Regions from separate parts of the Mus musculus genome. Here region 2 is linked to region 1. The links are chromatin contacts, called in public promoter capture Hi-C maps. All regions are on one chromosome and are shown on one strand. The core of a region is the stretch at or near the end of the contact, and the rest is flanking DNA. Distances in the headings are between cores, read along the strand shown.

Region 1 (5,046 bases), core at 1,401-3,900:
GGCTCAGGGTCAACGACCTTTCTCATGCCTCCCATAGCCACCTGCCCAGGGATGGCCCAGCTCACAATGGCCTGGGTCCTGTCACATCAATCAACAATCAAGAACCTTGCCTCACAGACATGCCCACAGGCCATCCCTCAACCAAGATCTCTCCCTCCCACATGACTACAGTTTGTGTGAAGTTGGTGAAAACCAGCTAGCAGTTTATCAAATCTTGGTGGGAAAAAGATAGAGAGACAGAACTACGCTTTGAGGAGCAACTTGGTGGTACTAAGTGAAATTAAGTATATATAATTATGGCTAAGGAAATAACATTCTTGGGTTAATACCTTAGAACATCTTCCATAAACAAACTAGAGGAAGGTAATTTAAAGCACAAATAGGCAACTAATACCATCTTAAACTAACCTACACACCTACGGGTTATGAATGGTGACCACAGGCTCTGTATGTCTACTAAGAAATAACTATGTGAGTCAAAATGAAAGAACCAATCGATCTACATACGCCAGCAAGGACGGTTTCTAACTGTGCTTCGGATCGTAAAGATAACAAAGCAAAATTAGATGATAGCATATTAAAGGTTATGTAACATGTGAATATAATGGTTTCTGTGGTTCATTGTTACATCCGTTTATGAATGAAGCTGTGGTTGGTGAATGGTATGCATTAGGATAATAAGCGTGGGTACCTGGTAAGAGAAGAGATGAAAATGGCTGGAGGAGGCAGTGATTACAGTTCCATTCAGAAGGGAATCTAGAGCCTGGGAGATGGCTTGGTAAAGGGCTTGCCAAGCAAGCATGAGGATCGAAGTTCAAATCCCCAGTCCCCGTGTAAAAAGCTAGGCAGAGCAACACATGCTCAGAGCCGAGGAGTCAGAGACAGGCAGATCTCTGGAGTGCACTAGTCAGCTGACTCAGCTGAGTCCCTGCACTCCAGGTTTAGGGAGACACTGTCTCAAACAAACAAACAAACAAACAAACAAAACAGCTGGAATGTATGCTGACTTAGTTTTACTTGACATAGCTAGAGTCACGGGAGAAGAGGAAACCCCCAATTGTGAAAATGCCCCCACTAGACTGACCCATGGGAAAGCCTGTAGTGAATTTTCTTAGTGACTGCTGTGAGAAGGCCCAGCCCAGCATGCTGTGAGTGGGTTGTCCTGGGTGCTGTAAGAAAGCAGACTGAACAAGCATCGGGAGGCAAAAGCTGATAAGTTGTCCCTTCCTGTCTCCAGGTTCCTTCCCTGATGTCCTTCACTGATGGAGTGTATCTGAGAGTTGTAGGCTGAAGTCAACCCTTTCCTCCCCAAGTAGACAGGAGGTTAGAAAGATAGCCCTGTGGGTCAGAGTGGGTGCGGTACAAATAGGAGGATGCACCTTCATATCTCAACCTTTGCATGAGCATCTGGGTGTAGACACACTTATGCCTGTGACACCTCCTTGGAGGTGGTGATCGTGGGACTGACTGGCCACCAGCTTAGTTTCAGGTTCAATAAGCTAACCTGTCTCAGGGAAGTAAGATGAGGAGTGAGAGAGTCTGGAACACCTTCTCTGGCATTTGCACGCACATATGGATACCTCTCCACATGCTTATACAGTACATACATACACTCCACTGGCATGCACACGTACACATGCACACCAACAACAAAAAAGTAAGTTGAAAAAAATTAAAGAAACACTCCATGTTAACTTATGGCCTTTACATGCATACATATATATGTGCACACGCACCTGCATACACTTACACAGAGGGAGAGATTACATAGGCGTTGTCAGCAGTGTGCTGCAGACAAAGAGGTATGATCAGTCTTTCTGAGATGAATCTTAGTGATGAGGATTCCATGATGTATGAGCAACAGGGCTGGGCAGTGCAGCCAGCTGGTGCTGCATCTCCTTTCAGTTTGGATTATCTTATTGGGTCACACCAGAACCAGGGAGATAAATAGTCAAGACAGACTTTGAAAATTCATACACCACACACACACACACACACACACACACACACACACACACACACACACCAATAAAGCTAGGTTTGAATGAATTACTTTTGTAAAATCCAGGTCTGAGTTGTATTCTGAAAGCTTTACTTGTTTGGACTGGCCAGTAGCTCAGTCAGGCAAAAAGACACCACACGGGAGGGCAGACTTTAAAGAAGAACGTTTCAATGAGGCAAGCTGTCACGGCTTGTGTGAATTACACAATGAAAGGGAAAATAAAATAAAACTATGGCGGGCTAAAATCTGTAAGTTCTGACATGTGGTCCTCGTGGCACCATCTGCTCATGAAAGCATGAAGAGGCTTCTGGAACTTTCCAGGACTGGGTTGATTTGTCTCCACAAAGCTGCCTGGGTAAGACCCTGTGGCACTGGGTCATCAAGAAGGTACTAGCAGACTTCCTTTTTATCTCAGTATTTTTCTACGTCAGTCCCCAAACCATGAAACAACAGGGCTTACCCTGCCACACCAAAGGTCAAACTATGTTTTCTCTTACCCAACTATTGCCTGGGATGGCTCCAACTTTATTACTACCCCACCTCCAACCCGTAATAACTCTCCAGCTCTCACTTCAAATCCAAGAGAGTGTGGACTGAGTGAGGGGACCAGAGACAGGTGCATCTGGTAGAAAGTTATACTCAATTAACTAACTGAATGCATTTGCATGTGGTTTTAATTCCACTGTGCAGCAATTTCCTGAGTAAAAATGGAGAGATTATATCTAGTTTTTGAGTCACTGTAAGAATTAAGTAAACGTAGCTCTCAATCTATATCTGCACATTATTTTTCCTCGTGGTCCTAGATTTCTCTTGTTCCTGACCATTTGTCCCGTCTTGGAATTTCCCCAGCCTTCAGAGGTGTAGCCCTATAATTTACCGTCCAGATTGCAATCCCTCTTCATGGCATGAATTAAGTCTTATCTCACCAGGAAGTGCTCTTTCCTTTCTTCTGACTCCTCTCCCTCTGGCTTTCCTCTTCATTTCTTCTCTACACTGTTTAGGGAAAGAGGTTTCTTAGCAAATCCTCAGACACCCCAACTAGTGGGCTTCCCGGAAAGTCTCAGCCGTGTGTGGGAGGTCTGCCCTGAAGAAGTTCTTTGCCAGAAAATGAAGCAAGGTGTTCTGGCTGGACAGTGAGGGTGGTAGACTGTAATAAGTATGTCTGGCTTTAACTCTTCTATATTCATCTGAGGGGAGCATCTGAGCCCAACACAACATCTCCATCGTCAATGGAGAATCCTACTCAGCTGACAAGGCCCTTGCTTCTGTGTTGAAGGATTACAGCAATGGCCTCCTGTTTATTGACCTCATACTTAGACCCATGAGGCATGCATATCATAGTTTATTTCTCCTACTTAGCAACTGAAAATACTAAAGGGAGTCACAGAGTCTGACTGCTCTCACGGTCTGTATCTATTGCTTAATCGAAAGCTTCCCTGTTACCCTCCCATAGCAAATAAGGGTCCATCCCACAAGACACTGTGGAAACGCCTCCTCTCAAGCTCCTCCAGACCTCGCAGTGAGTCAATAGAGAGCAGAGGGGTCTTACGTCTCTGGTGCCTAAAGAGGATGGGGTGGGCGTTAGGTCTCAGCAAGAACATCTCTTCTTATGTGGCCAGCGGAGAGCCCAGAAATCTTAAGCTTTTTCATAAGGGTTTCTTTGAGACGCTTCCTAACCTAGTGATCCGGTTATCACCAAGCTAAGGGAAAACGATCACGTGACACGAAGGATGAAGGAAAACCCTCAGATTCCTCCTCCTCTGAATCTGGGAGTGGAAAACTGAGGAGCTGAGCTCAGAGTTCCAGAGCCACGCGAAGCTGGGCTCAGCAGTGTTTGCAGCTGCAGGTCTGGTGAGCCTGTGGAAAGAGAGAAGGGTGAGAGAAGAGAGTCTCCAAAAAGCTGCCCGAATTAGAGAAACAAGAGACCCTGCCTCAAAAAGGCAGACACCTCAAGTGGTCCTCTGACTTCTGTTCATGTGTCATGACACGAGCATCCCTGAATCCACATACACAGCTGAGAAGCGTGTACACACACACACACACACACACACACACACACACACACAGAGAGAGAGAGAGAGAGAGAGAGAGAGACAGAGACAGAGACAGAGAGACAGAGAGACAGACAAAGAGACAAAGAGACAAAGAGAGAGAAACAGAGAGTGGCTGAAGGGAGGGGGCAGGGGAAGGAGGGAGGGGGAGGGGGAGAGACAAATAATTTATAAAAGGAAAATCATTTAAAACATTTCAGGGCTGCCGAGATGACGCAGTTGCAAGCAGGAAGCCCTGAGTTTGGAGCCCCAGAACGCATCCAAAAGCCAGGTGTGGAGCGTGTGTGTTCTGTATCTCAGCTCTGGAAACAAGGGCCTCGCCATCTATTGCCAATGGGCTGCCAAACCAACAAGGAGCGAGCAAGCCCCACTTTTCACGTAAAATACCTCAAAGAGAAAAGCAACAGATGCAAAGGGGAGAGAATCTCGCTTTTGCCCAGATCATGTAGCAGCCCCGCTCTTAGAGGACGTACTCCATGTCTATGTGACTTCAACTTTCAATTCTACAAAAAGGGTTGGTTTCATCCCTCTCTTCTCAATCTGGAAACAGTTCGTTTTAACGACAGATGGGTGATATTACACTTAGAATCAAACTGTTAAGCCATGTGAATGAATTTATGGTCACGTCATTTCGAAGCGTCCCCTCTACAACCCCCCTCCCCCCGCTGGGAAAAGAGGGGCTTCCCGCTTTCCCAGGAAGGGAAGCTGTGGGCTCTGCTGGGGGACACACACTGAGGGACTTTCATCAGCATCCCTCCCAAGAGGGAAGGGACATGTCTGTGGGCCTTATGGTCTTCAAAGGGACGTAAAGCCGTTGCATTCTGATTAGTTTGTGGAGGGTACTTGTTTCAATCCAGCTACAGTTTGGTTTGTGCAGCTGGTATCTGCTGAGCAGCTGCCGGGACCTGTGTACTCTCGAAATCGGTGAGGCTAACCCCTGAGAAGCAGAGGGTCGGGTGTCACGAGAGACTTTTCTTTCCCTTTTTGGCAGCC
Region 2 (5,046 bases), core at 1,709-4,208, 270 kb after region 1:
CTTTATGAACAGAGCTGAACACTTACCTCCTGCTTCACTCAGGCGTGTTCATTTAGGTCCTAAGCGTGGCCTCCTTCATAGGTTAACCCAGCTTTGAACTCACAATGGTGAGAGACCTAGGGCAGTCACATGACCAAACCCACACGGCTTCCTTCTGTCACTTCCTTAGTGGTATCTTGGTTATGCCCCACAACCTCACCAGGAAGTAGTGAGGAATTCAGCTTCACGTGTTCTTGGCTTTTATGAGGAAACCAGAAGGAATAAATAAATGGCTTATTGCTGGGTCATCAGTTTCAAAAATGCATCTTATTTTTGAAATAACCTAAATATTGGACACAGTGTGACCTCCGTTTCTTAGATTGGGGATTACAAACTATTCAGTATTCGTGGTTCAGGTTCATATCCTCCTTCCTGTTCCCAAACCAACGTAGTCATGAGAGTCTCCCAAGGCCACTGCTTACTTTCTAGCATCCTCCCAGGTGCTTTTGCTCTGAGACATGGTAGTGCCCCCTTGGAGCTGAGAGCCTCACAATCATCCCTAAGAACTGCTTGAGCACCACACAGCCAAGGTGAGTAAGGGACCTTCCCTCTGAACTTCTAGTGATTTATATCTAGCTTCCTGTGAACCAACTGTTCCATTTGACCTTCTATTGCTTCGTGGTCCCCCTCCATGACTACTTTCCGACTTCCCAGCCATGATCCTGCCCAATAAAACCTGGAGGTTTTCCAACCCCATTTTATTTACTTCCATATGTACATTCTCCTGTTTCACAGGGTCTTCCTATGAACCCCTGGCTGGCTTGGAACTCACTATGTAGCTAGCCTCTGAGGTGTGCAATCCCCCTGCCTCAGCCTCCTGAGCACTGAGACTACAGTGTACCCCGTCACACCTGGCCGGCCCCATTTTATGAGCTGCCTGCAATGAAGCTGTCGGCGACTAAGGCGCTTCTGCGAGCAGCACGTTTTAATATGGCAAGAGCAAAAGAAACGCCTGTTCTAATCCTAGACTGCCGGGTATGGAGCTGGATATATGTCTAGACATTCTCAGCCATTTGTTCTGCGGGGAAATTTGGTGCCTCTCACAACCGGTTGGTATGGAGAGGCAGAACTCTGCCATAAGAGAATAGGAAGAAAATAAAATTAACTCCATTCCGTTCTAAGTTTCCTATCCCCAAGACTGATAGACAGTGGCCAGCACCCTCATATAATGGACGTTTTCAGATGGGCGCCATCTACCTGCTAAGTTTCCTATTGTGTCAGATCTACACTGGCTGGAGAAGGGTTACAATATAGACTGAGCAGTCCAGCTGTGTGGAAAACAAGAGTCGAGTTAAGAATATGCCTCAAGACCCTGATGGCTTTGATGAGAGATTAAGTAGCCTCTCGTGTTGGAAATACACCCCAAGCACAAGGATGTCTCCCCTGAAACTCACTGCTCCTACACTAATCTTCCCCTGCCTAGGGTGAGGCTTCCTTTACTCTGAAAAGGAGACGAGGACACCCCAGTAGATAAGCCTTTCCCTTCTGTTCACGGATCTTAGGGAGTTCTGGGCCGAGCATGAAGTTTTGAGTTGGTAAAACATAATAATCACTCCGATTATCATTTGCACGGTTTTGACATTACCTTTTAAGCGTTCCCTTGTTTATTTGTCTGTATGTCTATTTATCTATTCATTTATTTTTGTGGTAAGATCTTCCTGTATAGCACAGGAAAACCTGGAACTCATCATATACCCAAGGAGGAGGACCTTCAACTTCTGACCCTCCTGCCTCTACTGCCTAAGTGTGAGGATTACAGATGCTCACAACCATGGTTTGTGTGGTATTGGGAACAGAACCAGTACAGAGGCAGTACACACACACACACACACACACACACACACACACACACACACACGTGTATGTGTGTATGTATGAATATATGTATCTATGTATATATGTGTATGTATGTATGTATGTATGTATGTATGTATGTATGTATGTATGTATATGTGGGTGGATTCTCACTCTGTCCAGGCTGGCTTGTAGCCTAGGGCTTCAGATGGCCTTGAACTCAAAGCAATCCTCCTGCCTCAGCATCTCATATGCTGAGATTATAGGCATTAGCTACCCTACCCAGCTAACATTCCTGGCTCTTTATTTTTACCCAACACTATGCTATTCTCGAATTTGTACTGTAAAACCACCTCGAACCATTTGTAGACTCTGCATACTTAAAGGAAGCAAAATAAAACGAGGACGTTCACTGAATTCAGGGACATTTTCCTCTTTGAGAAATAGCACATTTTTGCCCCCTGTGTAATTTAGATGAGGCTGTTCACGTTGAGAGTTATGTTGACCACAAAGCAATTCACGAGTCAGCTTGGTCATCATTGAGAGGTCACCCTTCAGTTTCTAAGCTGGATGAAACCTTAGATAGAACGTGATCGTTATTAAAAGGCATTCACCTTCAGCCCGTCCCGGCTGTCCTGTTAGCTGCTGTCCGCTCCACGGTTTTTTTCCATGAGGAGGTCTGTGGGCCCTGTACTCAGGCGAGCTGTATGGTGATGCTTCAGCTTTGAGTAAGACCTTTGGAAAAGAAGAGATCTTATCTACCCTCCCACAGAACTCACCTGCTTCTCCTCAGAACTTCCGCAGGGAGGGATGCATTTCTTCAACTTTATGGGGTGTGACTCCCCAAAATGTCCAGAAAGGTTGGACAGGAGCACCTAAGGGAATATGTTTTGTAGGGTCCTGATCTGCATGCCCAAGAGCATATTTGTCCCCTTTGTAGTCAATCTCAGCCTCACATCTCTGGTGGCAGAAACGGGAAGTCTTTGGTCTCTGGACTGCCTGTTTTACAAGCTCTGATGTTGGTTCTGAGTGGGCGGGAGGGAGTGCAGGAAAGTCTGTTGGCTTTCCCTCTGCAGGGGGTGTGTCCCAGTGTTTTTCAGCAGAGGCAGCAACCTGGCCTGAGCTGGTGATAGATACATCAGTGGACCTGTGGCTGCCAGTCCTGTCCTGGGTCACCAGCGTCCCTTGGCATCTCCCAACGGTGTCAGTGGCTGGGGAACATTGGAGAAAGGCTCAGCTGTGCTGTGAAGTCCAGAGTCCCAGGTAAGCTAACAGCTGTTGTGTGATTCCTGAGGACCCAAGCGCTGTTGGTTAAGCTGTGTTTTACTCTACGGGGAATATTCTGATTTCAACATCTCATTTCCTGAAAAGATAAACAAGGAAGGGAGTCGTTGAAGCAACTGTTAGAAACAACAGGGCTCTGTTTCTCCCCAACTGTGGAACTTGAGATTTTTCTCCATGTCAATGCTAGATTTTTTTTTCCCCCCTGCAAGACAAGGGTTCTCCCCAGGACAGGGCAGGCCACTGCTACGGACCTGAGAAGTTCGACTCCCTAACATATGACAGCTTCCTCCAGGGAGCCTGTTAAAAATAACTGCTGTTTGTTTGTTTGTTTCTCAAGTGCATGCTTGAGAAGATAAAATGGATTTTATTTATTAGGTTGTTTTGGTCCAGACAGGTCTCATGTAGTGCAGGCTGGCCCCAAACTGGTGTAACCCAGGCTGGCTTTGACTTTGAATCCCTTATCCTCCTGCCTCCTCTGCCAAGTTCTGGGATCACAAATTTGTGCCACCTTAAGTGTCTGAGACAAGTAAATTTATTTCCACTGCGGTCTATTGAATGTGTCTATTGGAACCTTGCACGGACCAGTATAAATCTGAAGGTTTTCTCCCGACTGAACACCCTTCGTGACTCTCAGAAAAGCCATTGTCCTTTACAGTGGTTGCCCCTTATTTCTTCCCCGAGGAAATATAAGATGACCCCACAGGCCTAGAAAAGGTCACGGTTTTATTTTCCATAAAAATCTTCACTTACATCTGAGCATGGTGCCACAGCCTGGAATTCCAGCCCTTGCAGGGTAGAGGTGGAAGGATCAGATGTTCAAGGGCAGTCTCAGCTTTACAAAGAGTTTGAAGCCAGCCTGAGCTATGTGAGATCCGAGCCGGTCTTAACCACAGCAGTAAGGGATGCACTTATGTGAACCTGACCCTTTGTCTCATCCCTCACGTCAGAGACAAAAGGGTAGAAAGGTACCGAAGGAAAAATAAACAGAAGGTCAAGGCACTGGCTGAGAGGCTCAGCAGATAAAGTGAGATCGCTCAGGTATATGGTGGGAGTTGGATTCCTCTATAAAGTTGTCCTCTGACCTCCACACATCTACATGGCATTCTCATGCCCCTTGCATCATACATGTGCAGGCAAAAACACATGATTGACGATGAAGACGACGACGATGATGATGGTAATAATAATAACAATTATGAATAGACAGGTCAAGGTGGGAGGGGATTTAGAGAAGTGACCTTGGCTTTTCCATGGCAATTTCTATTAAGATAAACTTATATTTATGTGGTACTTGGAATAGAGTCAGTACAGACACACACTCACATACACACACACACACACAGAGACACACTCACATATATGCACCACATCCATTTCCTTACACACACACACATACACGCACAGAGAGAGAGAGACAGACAGACAGACAGAGAGACAGACAGACCGTCAGACACAGAGATTATAGAAAACAGCAAACATATATACAACAACCTTCTATAATCAATCAAGATTGTTAAGCTGGTAGAGCCTTGGGTTAAATTCTCTCTAATTTCATTATAAAATCTCTACTAATCACCCAGCCGTAACCAAAATTAAAGCCTATCTCTCTGACAAGGATGGCCAGGCAGGGAATGAAGGCTTGAATACGTTGCTTGGCTTGACTTATAAGAGGAGCGGCTTGCTTTATGATTCACTAACCATGAGGACTAAGATTAACGGCAGGAAGATGTCTGTGTGCTGAGCCCTGTAGACTCGTTGTGTACACTCACAAAACTGGTGTGATATTTACCCGGAAGGCATATATGTCTTACTTCTTCTAGAAGGCACTAGATGTCTTAAAAGCAGTGTCAGCACTGCTACTCTGGAAACTTCCCTTGCTAGGCTCCAGAATAGTATGTGAGTGCATGTGTGCATGTATGCATGCTTGCA

The links. Promoter capture Hi-C pulls out the DNA fragments that hold promoters and counts their contacts.
Region 2: a contact with region 1 is called in a promoter capture Hi-C map of embryonic stem cells, with 7 times the contacts expected there. The contact joins the promoter of Adgrf1 here to the enhancer-like site in region 1. A contact is called at or near these places in 3 of 39 promoter capture datasets (embryonic stem cells and stem cell-derived epiblast-like cells), 3 of 15 datasets of contacts at CTCF or cohesin (embryonic stem cells and large pre-B cells), 3 of 484 Hi-C or Micro-C datasets (ECoMG myeloid progenitors, bone marrow-derived macrophages and embryonic stem cells), 3 of 115 datasets of contacts at active chromatin or transcription factors (embryonic stem cells, large pre-B cells and stem cell-derived neural progenitor cells) and 3 of 9 other capture datasets (adipose tissue, liver and macrophages).

What each region holds. Positions count from the first base shown.
Region 1 is chr17:42,997,346-43,002,391 of GRCm38.p6, forward strand. No RefSeq gene overlaps it. Among named protein-coding and RNA genes, the nearest start is that of Tnfrsf21, 17 kb to the right of the region's middle. Within about 2 kb of position 2,651, at least 11 of the 459 cell types and tissues checked have an H3K27ac peak or open chromatin away from gene starts, as enhancers often do.
Region 2 is chr17:43,267,389-43,272,434 of GRCm38.p6, forward strand. Adgrf1 (adhesion G protein-coupled receptor F1) reads left to right here and starts at 2,959. Exons shown (of 16, transcript NM_133776.2): 1 at 2,959-3,096.